Regions from separate parts of the Mus musculus genome. Here all the other regions are linked to region 2. The links are chromatin contacts, called in public promoter capture Hi-C maps. All regions are on one chromosome and are shown on one strand. Each heading gives the region's core, a stretch centred on a gene start, on an enhancer-like site or on the middle of the called end of the contact. The rest is flanking DNA. Distances are from core to core; before and after follow the strand shown. Region 1 holds the start of Acadsb (acyl-Coenzyme A dehydrogenase, short/branched chain). Region 2 holds the start of Abraxas2 (BRISC complex subunit). Region 3 holds the start of Plekha1 (pleckstrin homology domain containing, family A (phosphoinositide binding specific) member 1).

Region 1 (2,700 bases), core at 117-2,616, 1.4 Mb before region 2:
TTACTATCATGTTGCCACTGGTCATTTACTTTTAACAAAAAAACTTCAATGCCATTCATATATAATATGCTAATTTCAAGAGATGCCAGGCTTAATGTTGCTGAATAAGTCCAGTTGCACATAAAAGTACATTAGCTCTATCGCCAGGGAAATATATGTAACAACCACCAGGACTCAACCACGGCATATCTGAAGCCCATCTTCAGTGTCCCACAGTACAACAGTTACGGTTTCCTGGGAAACACGGGACCCTTACAGGAAAAGAACTTCAAACATCCCAGTTCCCCCGCAAGGAACTTCCAAGAAAACGTTCATCCTCAGCTGTGCTGAAGACAACATAAACTCAAGACAAAGTCTTACAAGTAGTCCAGATGTTTTAAGCAGCTGTTTTCATGCTGTGTCTTCTAAGTGTAATTTCCCTGGACCTCACAACTTCAGAAGTCTTCATGTCCGTTCTCACTCCTCTGTCCGGTTCTGACCAGCACACAAAGGAGTCATTAAAGAGGCCATGTGGTTACTGGCAGCTACCACTGACTATACTTAGGATCTACAGTTAGACAGACAGCACTTGGACGCTTAGCTGAGGAGGAGCCACATTGAGCATCCAAGAACATTCCCGACAGTCGATCGATGATGAATCGATCGGGGACAGAAATCTTGAATGAGTCGGAAGATCCTCCCCAGCCTCACCTGTTCCCAACATTGGAAAGTACAGGCAGTAGACGCCAGGTCATGAGAGAAAGAAAACTCCTTCCCAACAGCAGCCCGGGGTTAACACCCTATCCAGGATACACCGGGGTTGCTGGGGTCGACTTTGGCACCCCGAGAATGCACTACACAGGGATGCTCCCTGCGATCGCCACCTGTCAAAGCCGGAGACAGCTCCCCACCCTGAGCTCCGAGCTGCGGCCCGACGGCGCCGACTCGCTCGCGAGCCTCCGGGCGGCGCACCCAGTCACTTACGAGCCCAAGAGAGTCCCGAGTCACCACGCTGGCAGCCCACGGGGCACGCAGGACCCTCCGCTGTGGCCAAGGCGAAAGCGGTGTTAGCCGGCTAGCAATGAACCCGGCACTTTACCTTCCGCCATTCCGTCAACGTGCCCTGAGTAACCGTAGCGCCGCCGTGGAAGCTGACCGCCCCCCGTGACTCACCTCCTGACAACCGCACCGAGGAATCCCCACAGCCCTTTTCACTGCCGTCGCCGCCACCGCCACCGCCTCAGCGTTCGTCAGCGTCGCAGCTGTAGCCGCCATATTTGTTGTGTCTCCGCTCCCTTCCCGCCCGCCCCACGCCTTGCCCAAGTCTCGCGTGAGCGTGCTGCAGGGAGCAAGGAGAGAATTATGTCTCTCCTGGGGTTCCGTAGGCGGCAGTGGGCGGGGACTCAAAGGGGTGTGTGAGGGGCGGATGCTCGGAGTGGGCAGGGCCCGAGCTTGCCAGGCCGAGGGAGTCTTGCGCAAGGGTTCGTGGAAAGCCTTGCGAGCTTAACAGGGCCACCCTGCCCGAAGCGAGGATGGCGGTCTCTGCGCTCCAGCTGTGGCGTATGGGCGGGCTGGTGAGTGGGGTCGGTCGAAGCGACCGTCTCAGGAGGCCTGTGGCCACACTGATTCCTGGCGACGTCATCTTTTCCTAATGGGCTGGGGGTCTGGGAGGCTGGTGGAGGGGGCTGAGCCTGGGGCTGGGTCTCCACAGACCCTTCACCTCCGTCTGGTTTTCCTTCAGGATCCGTCCCAGCTCATGCCACATTTCCCCGGATGATGATGATGATTTTTTTGTTTTGTTTTTTGGGGTTTTTTTTGTTTTTGTTTTTGTTTTGTTTTTTTTTTTTTTCGAGACAGGGTTTCTCTGTATAGCCCTGGGTGTCCTGGAACTCACTCTGTAGAGCAGGCTGGCCTCGAACTCAGAAATCTGCCTGCCTCTGCCTCCCGAGTGCTGGGATTAAAGGCGTGCGCCACCATCACCCAACCGATAATGATGATTTTTAATGACTAAAATCTAGGCCTGCTTGTCGAGCCTATTGACACTCTCTTCCCTTCAGCAGCCCAGCTGGAAGGGACCTCTCATATTTCTGGGTCTTAACCATTCAGGGAAGGAATTTCTTAGGCTTTATCTCACTGCGGGGATCTGACCAGCTCCCTTAGATTCTGAGGAGCCCAAAAGCCCATTCTAGTCCTCTTCCTCAAACTTGGTCTGAGGCCAGCCTCTTGTCTCACCAGGATGTTTCTGGCCTCCCTTTGCTCTCTCGGATTTCCTGAGCTTGGAATTAGGACACACAGTACAGTGCAGATGACAGCATCTGTCAGAATAACAGAAGACACTCTGACCAGTCAGAGGGGGCAATGGGTTGAACCATGAGCAAACCTACGTTAGCTGGACTTGGTGCTATTTCTTCAGGTGCCTGAAAGAGACAGCTTTCCTGGAGGATGTTTCTCTACTTAGGCGATTGACGAGCCCATTTAGCTAACTTTGAAGTGAAAGGACAGTTGGGTGCCTTTGCTGTGGTTGTAGTTAGCTGGAAACCCTCCAGCTAAATAGTAATCTTAAAATTTCCTCGGGCAGATGTTAAGTCTCAAGTCTCACCCATTATTCTGGCGAGCAATCAAAATCCTGCAGTATTTATTCCCGGTTTTACAAGCTACTGATGAGAGGAAGTAGCTTGTAAACGGTGAAGCAAGTCTGCACCTCTTTGCCTCACATTGTAG
Region 2 (2,783 bases), core at 137-2,636:
GGGGAGGGCATGTCGGCGTAGGATTTGGAGGCTGGCCAGGTATAATTGACACCTTATATCTAAACATTACCATGATCATTTCACTGACTGTGTTGAGGATATATTTGCAGGTCAACAGCCTCACTTCATTACCTCGACATTTTGGACTGGTTAATTCTGTTATGAGGCCTTTCCTGAGTTTACCTCCTTCCCCTGGGGTTGGCATTGGAAAATATCTCCTAGCAATGTCAAGCATCCCTTAAGGGCAAAATTGCCACCAACTGGGACTCTGAGAAGTTGTCATAACCAGGAGAGAGAAAATGGTGTTTTGGGTCAGGGTGGCAGATGTGCTGGTAGTGAATCGTAGGACTCAGTATTTTTTTGAAGATCGTTTTAGCTGATCTGATGTAGGGAACAAGAGAAAAGAAGTTGTTAAGGCTAGCTGCAAAGGTTTTTTTTTTTTTTTTAAGATTTATTTATTTATTATATGCAAGTACACTGTAGCTGTCTTCAGACACTCCAGAAGAGGGCGCTAGGTCTCGTTATGGATGGTTGTGAGCCACCATGTGGTTTCGGGGATTTGAACTCAGGACCTTCAGAAGAGCAGTCAGTGCTCTTAACCTCTGAGCCATCTCTCCAGCCCCAGCTGCAAAGGTTTTGATTTGAGTAATTGTCATAAACAGTTTTATTTGCTGAACTTGGAAAAGAAGTGAGAAGTAGCTCTGTAGGGAAATCAGGAGCCCAGCTAGGAATACTGAAGTCTTAGCAAGCTGCAGAAGAAATAGTTCCCTTTTTTTTTTTCTTTCTAAATTTGATAGTTTATTCATTGCTACTTATTTGTTTTTGTCTTCTATGATTTTTGTCAAACTTGAAGGTTTTTGTTTTTGTTGTTTGTTGAAACAAGTCTATGTAGCATTCATTGGCTGGCCTCCGACATGCAACCCTTCTGCCCTTACACGACTTATATTTGAATTGTTTTTGAGTCCAGAATCCAATCGTTTTACCAGCTCCACTACTTCTGACCATAATTCCCCTGTCACTGCACCAGGTGGGGATTATTGTAAATCTCCTTCCCTTCCATTTCTCCTACGCATTAGTCTCAACCAGGCAGGCAAAGTGGTCTGTTCAAGTTGAAATTACATCATGCTGTTCCCAAGTCAAATCTCAACCTGTTCAATTGCTGGAATCATCTCCGGCCTTCCATCCTTCAACTTCATTTGCAGAAGGGACAAACTGGATTATAACAAGGCTGTACAGACAGGCCGGTGTCTGAGGAACACACAAAACTGAAGGTGCTGGTTCTCTTTGATCTGGAATCCTTTACTTCCCTGTCCTAGCTTCGAGTAGCTTGGAGGACTTCATTTCCCAGGATGCTCAGCGGCGGGGCGTCCGGAAGGCTGTGCACCCTCCGCGGGGCATGATGGGGGAGGTGGAGATTTCCATCATGGCGGCTTCCATTTCGGGCTACACCTTCAGCGCTGTGTGTTTCCACAGCGCCAACAGCAACGCCGACCACGTAGGTGCCGGGCCCCCTGCCGTGGCCGCTGGGGCCTTCGGCTTCCTCCTCAGGCCGGCGCCTGCGGCCAAGCGACGACCGCTGGAGGCTCGGCCTTCAATCCCCGGGACAAACCGATGAGCTGGTGACCCAGGCGGCTCCCGCCCCCTTCCAGCTCCTGCACCCCGCGGGCCCTTCTCTGGCGCTCTCGGCCTCGGGCGGGTCCTGGCACAGCTGTTCTCAGTCCAAAGGACCTAAAGCGCCCGGCCCCGCCAGTGTCAGGAGTCGCCTAGCCAAAACTGGGTGCCTACCCCTCGCTGAGAATCGCGCTTCCAGACTTGAGTGCCTTGGGTCGGGATGGAGTTCAAAGGTCTGGGTTGTAATCTAGGAGAGGATCCAAGTTCTGACCCCCGGCCACACGGGTCGTCGTGTCTGTCACCGTTCATACTTATCAGATGTGGCTGTTTGGATTTTTTTTTTTTTCACCCCAGTGGAAAATGGAGAATGTGAATAGGCTCGTTAGGTGCAGAGTCTTGTTTGCACTTCCTCAAAGTTGCCTGTTTAGTTCCTCAGCGAGTGTTCTAATCCCCGGAACTTGTCTTAAGAGGGAAGTGACAGGCCCACTTATGAGCGATCAGAAATGTACAGGCCATGGAGTCCATAGGACTCTTCGGTGTCTTTATTTTACGAATTGCCTTTCAATGCCGTTGACCTCTGGAAATTATTTGTGAAATAGGTGCTTTTACAGGACATTACTCTCCCACCAATTAGCGGTTTGTGTGTGTGTTGTTGTTATTGGTGAACGATTTAAATTCATTGAATAAGAGATGGGGCTTTTTGTGGTTGTCATTATAAAAACAGTAGTTAGAAGGGAAACTGGATTTGGTTTGATGTCACTGATCTTCGATTCCATTAATAAAGACTGATTCTGAGAGGCGATTCCATGAGTATACTGAGTGGAATGAATTTACTGTTCTTTTCATCTCTGCAGTGTTGATGGCAGAGATTACTGATAGGAATATATTCAGCATTGTTCTGCTTTTTTTCCTAAAGCCAGCTCTGACCTACTAGCCTTCAGTATTGCAGCTAGCTCTTAATACTGTAAGTGGTTGTAAAGTTCCTAGCGTCCATGGACTGCAGTTACGAGTTCAGGGTGCTTATTTATTCTGTTTTAGAGAGTACCTAGGAATGTCATAGTTTGTGTATAAGACAAGATTATTATAAAGATAAGAAACTTGGACAGTATTTCTAGAAACTGCCATAGTTCCGTTTCTTCACTTGTTATTTATTCTTTGTTGTCTTGAGATAG
Region 3 (2,700 bases), core at 168-2,667, 2.0 Mb before region 2:
AGTTTACCTGAGGAGATAAGACCCGTCCTGAATACGGGCCAGATGCGCTCTGACTGACCCTCATTCTTCTGTTACCGTACCTACCCTACCAGGATGAACCATGCAGACCCTCAACCTGTGAGCCAGAATAAGCCCATCCTAACTTAATTGCTTTTCTCTGTTACAGATTTGCAAACAGCCAATTCGTTATGTACATTCTAATCACTCCCAATGGAATCTCCTAGGGCTCCAAGGGCTGAAAAGCCAGGAATTTCTTTCAGATCTTCAAGCCAAGGAAAGTTAGCTCAAAAAACCTGAGAAAATCAGGTGACATTTGGATTTTTATGTGAAAACTTTTTTTAAAACTTCATCTATACATTCAGTTAAATCAGCAAAAGCCCAGTGCATGGGCCAAATGAAAGGGCTGCGCTGGCAACTCTATGGACTCTTTCAACCAGTCTGTAGATAAGGAAAGGAGTCTTCTTGCTCCCACCTGAAGAAGAGCCAGATGGCCCTCAGCAAGGCTGTGTAGCTGAGATTTCTAAGAAGGTAAGGTGCTGATCGTCTTCGATGTTGGAGATTTGAGGTGGAGAGTCAGCACGGGCAGTTTGCCAGTTCTACCCCTCCAGTCTCTCATCTAGCATAGCCTAGTTGTCCCACGTACACGACAGAGGAACCTTGTCATGAGAAAGGTTGATAAAACACTCTCAAGTGAGAGGGCATGATCCCCAGCTGTGCAGGATACAAACCCCCAAACGTTTATTGAGAGCCTCAGTGTGTGTCACTCACTGGGAAAAGTGGGGTATGTAATTCTCTCCCAGTTCTTTTGCATGTTTAAATATCTCACCTTCTTCAGGTTTCAGCTGAAATATCTCTTCCTTAGAGAATGCTGCTGGACAGGACATCCTCTCTGAAGCCTGCCTCCCTATCTCTATCTCTGAAGCTCATTCTTTTCTTCCACTTATTAAAATGTATAAGGATTGTATTTTGTAAAGGGCTAGCTCCCCTTATGAAACACAGGCTCCACGAGGGCAGGGACTTCATACACTGAGGTTGCTCAACAAATAGGCTGAATATTTTAAAATATCTCCTTGAAAGAGTTTTGAGCAATCCTTTTAAATTTCCTTGGCCTCTTGCATTAATACCACTATTTTAAGGATGAGGTGAAATTGCATTTTGAGAAAGAAATGGTTAGGAGCAAAAAACTGGTGCACAACCAGTGAATTTTATGTTTCTTGTACCCACTATGGGACAGCTTGCAAATTATCTGCAAAGGAACCAAACCTATTTTTAAAGATCCCTGTGCCTCGCAGCTCTAGGTGATGACATCAGAGAACCTCTAGTTCCACGTCCTAAGCCGAGCCTCGTGGTCCTCAAAAACTGCAAGCCCCAGGATGCAGCGCGGCATGGGGAACCCAGCGCCCCGCGCGCGGCCGCGAGCCACCACCCTGGAACTAGGAAGACGCCCGATTCCTTTGCCCGCCACGCCGCCGGGCGTGCGCGGAGCCTGTCGGGACTTGTAGTGTTCGCGGTAGGGAGTGCCCGCTCCGGAATCTCAGTCGCTGTCTGGTCTGGTAGAGGCAGCGCGTGCACGCGTGCGCAGTGCGCGGGCGGGCCGTCGTGGGCGCCGCTCCCGGCAGCTGGGTGCCTGAAGGAGCCGGGACCGCGGTGGCGCGGGTGCTCCGGGCGGAGGCCGCGGTAAAGTGGGGCATGAGGTGTGCAGCTCGGGTGTGCGTGTGTGGAAGGGGAAAGCGGGGCGAGGAAGGCAAGGCTGAGGCGGCCACCGGCTGCTGAGGGGGGCGCGGGGCCGCGCCTCCTCGCGCGTCCGCGGGCGCGCGCACCTGGGCGAGGCCGGACTCACCTGTGCGCGGGTTCCTCTGCGCCCGACGCCAGCCCTGCGGGTCCCCGCCAAGGCCCACAGCCCCTGGTGTCCTCGCTGCCGTCGCCGTGGCTCGGCCCCTGTCGGGGATCCCGGTGGCGACGCCTGTCGGAGCGGCGCGCCTCCAGGGCCGTGTCCGCCCCATCCGCGCCGCTCGCTCCCGCACAGCCCGGCTTCCCCGCGTGTGCGGACCGAGAGAGTGGCAGGGTTGGGAGTGCCCTGGCCAAGGTCAGGCGGGTGGGACCCGAGAGGCGCCTGAACTCTGGGTTCGGGACTTGGAAGAGGGCTGCCCTGCTCGGCTTCTGGTTCCTTTCGGATGCTTTCTATTGACCCTCCCGGGAGAGTGTCCGGGGAGAAAGTGGTGTCAGGTTGAAAGCGCCCTGCTGCTGTTCGCGGTGCTCCGCTTTTGGTAGAATCCTCGTTCTGCTCGACACCCAAGCTGAGGCTCCACCGAGGGCCGAGTAAATTCAGAAACTGATGTTGTCTGGGACCGAGTCCCGAGGACAGGTTTAAGGAACAGATACCAGGTAGTTTATGGCATTTCGTTTTCTAGTTCGCCTTCCCGTTCTTTCTAATACTTGCTTGGATGAGTTGGTCGTTATCTATCTTAATAAGATTTTCTGTACTCTTGTGAAGTCGTATTGCCCTTTGTAAATTAGTTTTCTAACCAGAAAAGCTTATTTCCTGTGTGTTTAATGACCGGAACAAATAGCCCACTCCAAGGTTTATACCATTGTCTTAAGACTGTAGAGTGATCTGCTCTCTAGCTTCCAGGCTTTTTACGTTGACGGCCACTGGACGAATCTGTAGCGAAGTTTAGAAGAGTGTTAAGTGACTCAGAC

What was found. Promoter capture Hi-C pulls out the DNA fragments that hold promoters and counts their contacts. Capture Hi-C pulls out chosen DNA fragments and counts their contacts.
Region 1: a contact with region 2 is called in a promoter capture Hi-C map of liver, with 2.9 times the contacts expected there. The contact joins the promoter of Acadsb here to the promoter of Abraxas2 in region 2. A contact is called at or near these places in 3 of 39 promoter capture datasets (hippocampal neurons, liver and pre-B cells), 2 of 484 Hi-C or Micro-C datasets (B cells and CD4 T cells), 2 of 115 datasets of contacts at active chromatin or transcription factors (astrocytes and embryonic stem cells) and 2 of 9 other capture datasets (liver and pancreatic islet).
Region 3: a promoter capture Hi-C map of pre-B cells shows a contact between it and region 2, with 3 times the contacts expected there. The contact joins the promoter of Plekha1 here to the promoter of Abraxas2 in region 2. A contact is called at or near these places in 2 of 39 promoter capture datasets (liver and pre-B cells), 1 of 484 Hi-C or Micro-C datasets (B cells) and 2 of 115 datasets of contacts at active chromatin or transcription factors (large pre-B cells and pancreatic cancer cells).

Annotation. Positions count from the first base shown.
Region 1 is chr7:131,409,235-131,411,934 of GRCm38.p6, forward strand. Acadsb (acyl-Coenzyme A dehydrogenase, short/branched chain) reads left to right here and starts at 1,367. Exons shown (of 11, transcript NM_025826.4): 1 at 1,367-1,553. The coding sequence starts at 1,512. It overlaps Ikzf5 (IKAROS family zinc finger 5), which reads right to left and starts at 1,244. Exons shown (of 4, transcript NM_175115.4): 1 at 1,153-1,244.
Region 2 is chr7:132,857,839-132,860,621 of GRCm38.p6, forward strand. Abraxas2 (BRISC complex subunit) reads left to right here and starts at 1,387. Exons shown (of 9, transcript NM_198017.3): 1 at 1,387-1,495. The coding sequence starts at 1,397.
Region 3 is chr7:130,864,307-130,867,006 of GRCm38.p6, forward strand. Plekha1 (pleckstrin homology domain containing, family A (phosphoinositide binding specific) member 1) reads left to right here and starts at 1,418. Exons shown (of 13, transcript NM_001346515.1): 1 at 1,418-1,677. It overlaps Gm5602 (a long non-coding RNA gene), which reads right to left. Exons shown (of 4, transcript XR_869992.3): 2 at 1,841-2,407.